2 separate regions of the Hordeum vulgare genome follow, and region 2 is linked to region 1. The links are chromatin contacts, called in public Hi-C maps. All regions are on one chromosome and are shown on one strand. The core of a region is the stretch at or near the end of the contact, and the rest is flanking DNA. Distances in the headings are between cores, read along the strand shown.

Region 1 (3,114 bases), core at 412-2,911:
AGAGTTCGGTTTCCTGAAGATTCCGGGAGGGAGGACGGGGAACAGAGCACGAGGGTGGTGCTGCCTCCGCCGCCTCCTCGGGATCCGCGGGCAATGAACGTCATGGACGCCTACCGCATGTTCCTGGAGAGGCAGGAGAGAGAGTTGTCAGTCAACTTGAGGGGCCAGGCGGCGAGAGACTATGGTCGCGGTAATTTGGCCTCCAGTTCGTTTCTTGGATGCCAGTTCGTTTCTTGGTTTCCCGTTTGTTTCTTGGTTTGCAATCCGTTTCTTGGTTTCCAGTTCGTTTCTTGGTTTGCAATTCGTTTCTTGGACTGACAATACATCTCCGTGTGTTTCTTCTTCTTCGCCCGTGAACAGGGTTGCCGGATGGTGGCTCGGCTGCCGGCGAGGAAAAGGAAGCGTCTTCTCCGTGGAGGTTCGTGAACCTCTCCGAGCTTATCGTGCCACAGCCCCCCGCCACCCATCAGCCGACGGTGCGCGCCGGGGTTTGCAGGGCTTGCCGACGCTGGATAGGGACGATCCCCCGGGTTCCCTACAGGCACGTCTGCTTCTGCGTGCCCTGCCGCTACAGCCGGTGCGCCAGGATATGTTGCTCGGTTTGCGGCGCCGGCCGCCGTTTGCGCCGCCGTTCGTCCAAGGCGCGCGCCACCGGCCGTCCACAAGCAAAGTGGGGCAGTTGATCAGTTCCCCGTTGCGGAGACGATGATGCTACGTAGTTGATGATGGCTGGAGACGATCACCTGATGATGGTGTGCTCCGGTTAATTAGTCTCGCTTCTGATGTGTTCTTGCAGTGTTTAGCTCGTTGTTTTTTCTTCTCCAGCAATGTAGGCAATGCAACTGTTGGTTTTGCTGCACATTGCCTGTCAGTCATTGCCAACTTTGGTTTTTCTGCAACTTTTTACATCTGTGCAATGGGTTCAGTTCAGATTACATGACTGTCCAGCAGGTTAATTGCTGTTATCTTTTGCCTGCCATGGATGTTACCGTGCAGTAGACTGGTACTACTACTCTCTGTGGGTGTTCTGCTTTTGGTAAATGCATGAAATGTGTTAGTAATACAGAGTAGCTAGTATCCATTGAAAGCTTAACTCGGCACTGCTCTGAATCTCTCTAATTCATGCAGCTCAATGGCCTGCCTGCTCGAATTCTAGTAGTGTGGTCCCTTTGTCCGGAATTAGTTGATGCTCAAACGGATGTTCAAACAAACGTATCTAGCATCCATTTTATCACGGAGGAAGTAATAGTATGTGTTTATGATCCTTTAGATGAAATGCTCGTGCCACTCCCCTGAAATGGTTCACCGGTCTATGTAATGCCAACAGCTATATATTCATCAAACTTGCCATCGGCTTCACTGGTTCGCCGTAGGTCCATGATATGCACGTACTGTTGCGAGATATCAGTTTCAGAGCGACGACTATATCCAATATCTTGCTTCTTTTTTGACAACGTTTTGTTAGCATTAGTAATCTGAATTTTGATTTTGGGTCCGTTGATTCTCAAAGAAGAAGCAGCAGCCACGGAGATTGTGGGCGGTCTTATTTTTTGGAGAGATCGTGTATATCGCGTGAAATGACAAAATTTAGCCGTGGCACTTGTGGGCCGACCCAACCTGCTGCTTGAAATACAGGCCCAACACCGAGCTGATTCAGTGAAACGCACCCACACGCCGAGCGAGCAGAGCTGAGCTCGACACGCTGCGCGAGCGGAAACCCACCCTCGCCGCTCCTCTCTCTCCTCCCGTCGTGCCGGCCGCTGCCGGGGCCGCCTTTCGACCCGCCGAATCACGGCAGCACCCCGCCCGAGCGCCGGCCGTCAGGCCGCGATGTCCACCACCGCGCCCTTCCGCCTCCTGCTCCCACTCCACCCACCACTAACTCCCAGACGCCCTTCCGCTCCCGTTCTCCCCTTTGTCCCACGCCGCGGCACCGTCCCCAGCCTCCGCCTCCGCCTCCGCCTCGCAGCCGGGGGCGGAGAAACGCCTCCGCCCGCAGCGGACGAGCTCGACTGCGTGGGCACGGGCACCGACGTCGAGTGCGTCGTTGACGACGGCCCCGGGGCGGAGGAGGGGGTCGCCCCGGCGCTCGCGGGGAGAGAGTGGTGGGAGTGGGTGTCGCTGGTGTCGCCCTTCTTCTTCTGGGGCACGGCCATGGTGGCCATGAAGGGGGTCATACCCAAGACCGGGCCCTTCTTCGTCGCCGCGCTCCGCCTGCTCCCCGCGGGAGCGCTCGTCGTCGCCTTCGCATCCGCTAGGGGCAGGAAGCAGCCCTCCGGGTGGGCCGCCTGGGGCGCCATCGCCGCCTTCGGCCTCATCGACGCCGCCTGCTTCCAGGTGGATTTAGATAGGTGAAAGGCGTGATCCTTAGCGTGTGGTTGTGCTTGTGCGGTTCCTGAAGCCAGCATGGGTTTGGTTTCCTCCCTTTGCAGGGCTTTCTCACCGAGGGCTTGCAGAAGACATCGGCTGGCCTCGGAAGCGTAAGGCTAATCCTCCGTTCTGTTCTCTAGCTCCAAAGACAAACAATTGACTTGCCATTTTGGTCCATCGAGCTGACGATCGCTTACCGAACTGCGATCCTCATTGCAGGTCATAATCGACTCCCAACCATTGACGGTTGCTATCCTTGCTGCACTATTCTTTGGAGAGTCTATCGGGGCGATAGGAGTTGGGGGACTCTTACTGGGTGTTGTTGGGCTTTTGCTCCTCGAGGTTTGCATTTTTGCAATGCATTTCTAATGTTTCGAACCAATCTCGTATCTCTACACTCAGATATTGATTACAATTATTTTTTTGGAAGCAATTAATTAGGATTAGTTAATAGCATGTTAGTACTACCTCCGTCACGGTTTAGAGGGTGCTTGGATTCAAAGGACTAAAACTAGTCTGACTAAAAATAGTCTCTTTAAGAGGCTAAAGTTTCAAGCACCCCTGACTAAAGAGGAGCTAAAACTAGTCTTAAGACTAAAAAAAATAGTCAGGGGTACCCTACTAAAATGTGGATTAGTCCTCTCTCTCCTCATTTAACTCCTCTCCTTTAACACAGACGAGTTTTGGATTGGAGGGTTTGAAGGATAATAAATGCTCATTAACTTGATTTTAGTCTCTTTAGTA
Region 2 (3,117 bases), core at 188-2,687, 350 kb before region 1:
TTTTCAAATTTGATGAGTTTTATTCATTTTTTTGAACTTTTCTCAAAATAGATGAACTTTTTACAAAACTGATAAATTTGCTTCAAAAATTGATTAACTTTTTCAAAATTGATGAACTTTTTCAAAATCGTTGTTTTTTTTAATTTAGGTGAACTTTTTCTAAATTCGTTAATTTTTTTCAAAATTGATGAACTTTAAGAAAATCAAAATCATTGAACTTTTTTATCAAAAGCGATGAACTTTTTTCAACATTAATGAACTTTTTTTCAAAATCGATGAACTTTTTTCAATTTAGATGAACTTTTTCTAAATGATTTGAACTTTTTTTTTCACATTCGATGAACCTTTTTTAATTCAAATCGATGATTTTTTCCATTGTTCGATATACTTTTTTGAAAAACGATGAACTTTTTTTAAATTCATGACCTTTTTTTAGTATATGAACTTTTCTGATTTGGTGAACTATTTTCTGAATACGGAAACTTGTTCTGCATGTTCATGATCTCCATTTATAGTATGTGAACATGTTTTCAAATAATTGAAAAATCTATATGCTACAGCGTCTGCATTTTTATTGTTTAACACGTTCGCGCTGTACATGTCACTATTTGTTATTTTGTCAATTGCTTAGCATCATTCTGTGAGGCGCGGGAGGGCGTGAGATCGCATCCCGGTCGAGACCTATTTTTTAGGGTCGTTTTCACGCTGTGCGATCATGGACCGGCCCATCCGGCTGCAGCTGCGGGCGCCAGTTACCTTGCGCGCAGGGACCTCCTATTCGGCGCCTGCAGCGCTCCTCCATATAGGCCGGCCCATGTAAAAATGCATTAGTCCCAGAATTCGAAAAAAAAGTAGATTTGCAAAACAATTCACCTATTTTTGAAAAATATGTTCATGGATTTTCTAAAAGTTCACTGGAATATAAAAAAAAAATTCAACGATTTTTAAAAAAGTTCATCATTTTTTAAACATAGTTCACTGATTTTTTAAAAAGTTCTTCAATTTTTAAAAACAGTTCACTGATTTTGAAAAAAATCATGAATTTTAAATTATGTTCATCGATTTTCAGAAATGTTCACGAATTTTTATAAAAAATATCAATTTTTAGAAAAGTTTACCGATTTTAAAAAATGATCACAGGCTAAAACAGTTCATGGGCTAAAAACAATTCGTGAAGAATCTTTACATGGGCCGGTCCATTGCGGAGCGCTGCAGGCGCCGCTTAGCAAATTTTGTCTTTTAACCGGCGTCTGCCGGATTCGGAGAGCAGGTTTTTTTAGAAGAACTTCGAGAGCTTAACCGGCCAGAGTGGGCCCACACGCGCCCAAACTGCAACTCGCGGCAATGAGCCCACTGTGGATCCTCCCCATCTCGTCTTCCTCCGCGCGTCGCCCCTCCCCTATAAATTTCCTCCTCCTGTAGCTTCCTTTGATCCTTTCTCTAGCTCGATCCTCCCCATCTTGCTGTGGTAGTTCGGTTCTCTTCCTGCAGACGCGTTGATTCGAATCGTTGGTGCGCGGCGATTGCTGAGGGGGGCGAGATGGCAGAGAAGCGCAAGGCCTCCGGCGACGCTCCGGGGACGTCGCGGCCACCTGCACGGATGAGGGTCACCTCCACCGACGACGAAGACGTGTCCTCCATAGAACTCTTGCTCGACGAAGGTGGGTTCCTGGGAAATTATCAGCAGCAAGCGCAAGCACGCTTTTCTTCTTCGTGATGTCCGCGTTTTCTTGGATTCTTGGTGTTACGAGTTCGGTTTCTTGGTTTCTTGCAGGCCTCGGGAGAGGCGGGGAGCGCACGAATGCGGAGGTGGTGCCTTCGCCGCCTCCATCGCTGCAGTCTGTGCTGATGGCAGGAATCGGCGCCAAACCGGCAGCCAACTCTGGGCAGCCAGCGCCGAGACAGATCGACTACATCGATTGCCGTAAGTTTTGCTTCCATTCCCAATTCGTTTCTTGTATCGAAAGAGTGTGGCTTCTTGGTTTCTTGGCTTGCAATTCGTTTCTTGGACTGATGTCTCCCTTTGGTCTCTTCTTGGCCCGAGAGCAGAGAGCTTGTCAGCCGGTGAGGAAGCCGAAGTGACGTCCAGGTGGAGACCCCTCTCCGATCTCGACGCAGAAGCGTCGCCATCCGGGAATGAGGAGGAGCTCGTTGCGGCGGTGACACAGACGCGGCCACCTCCACCGGCCGACCAGCCCTCTCCGGCGGAGGCGCAGCCACTGCCACACCCCGATGAGTCCGTTGGGTCGGTGGCGACTATACCGGAGATGGTGGCGCCGGCCCCGGCCCCGGCCCACCGCCGTTGAGGACTCCGTCCCTCTCGCCCGTCCATCGATTCAGCGAAGATTATCCAAGGCGCGAGAAGCAGAGTAAGAAGTTGGCCTGTGCCCCGTTCTGGAGTCGATGCTACGAAACAATGGCCTACTGATGTTGTGCAATAGTAATTGGTCCCACTTCTGAATCTTCTGATGTGTTCTTCGAATATTAGTTACCAGTGGTTCTTTCTGAACATTAGTTTTTCTTCTCCAGTAATGCGGCAAACGCAATGGTTTTGCTGCATATTAGTTTTTTTTTTTTTGCGGGAAATTGCTGCAGTAGTATTAGTTACCGGTGGTTCTTTCTGAACTTTGGTTCAGGCAGGCTAAGTGCTGCAGGCTTCTTTTATGAGAGAGAAATTGCTGCAGGTTAATTGCTGTGCGTGTTATTTTGGCTGATACCATGGAGTATTTGTGCTTGTCTGTGGGAGTTCAATTCAGTAGATCTATCTGTATTATTATTCGTGGTGCTGCCAGTTAGTTCTTTTTCTCTGACAATGCGGCAAACGCAATGGTTTGGGAGTAGTAATTACCATTGAGTCTGTGTGAACTCAAGTGCTGTTCTATCTGTATTATTATTCGTGGTGCTGCCAGTTAGTTCTTTTTCTCTGACAATGCGGCAAACGCAATGGTCTGGGAGTAGTAATTACCATTGAGTCTGTGTGAACTCAAGTGCTGCACACTTAGTGATGCTATCGATCTGTTCGTTTTTGGCTGATACCATGTCGTTTAATTCAATTCCTGCTACGACATACTCCCTCCGTTTCAGTTTATAAGTCCGACACGTGTATCTAGATCGTCA

What was found. A called contact is a pair of places that touch in the nucleus more often than the background predicts.
Region 2: a Hi-C map of seedling shows a contact between it and region 1, with 2.8 times the contacts expected there. The contact joins the promoter of LOC123409934 here to the promoter of LOC123432313 in region 1. A contact is called at or near these places in 2 of 6 Hi-C or Micro-C datasets (leaf and seedling).

What each region holds. Positions count from the first base shown.
Region 1 is chr1H:302,755,493-302,758,606 of MorexV3_pseudomolecules_assembly, reverse strand. LOC123432313 (WAT1-related protein At3g02690, chloroplastic) reads left to right here and starts at 1,661. Exons shown (of 8, transcript XM_045115384.1): 1 at 1,661-2,337; 2 at 2,433-2,480; 3 at 2,590-2,712. The coding sequence starts at 1,831. LOC123432340 reads left to right here. Exons shown (of 3, transcript XM_045115385.1): 2 at 20-190; 3 at 361-970. The coding sequence ends at 683.
Region 2 is chr1H:303,106,522-303,109,638 of MorexV3_pseudomolecules_assembly, reverse strand. LOC123409934 reads left to right here and starts at 1,437. Exons shown (of 3, transcript XM_045102805.1): 1 at 1,437-1,661; 2 at 1,775-1,924; 3 at 2,050-2,716. The coding sequence starts at 1,541. The coding sequence ends at 2,306.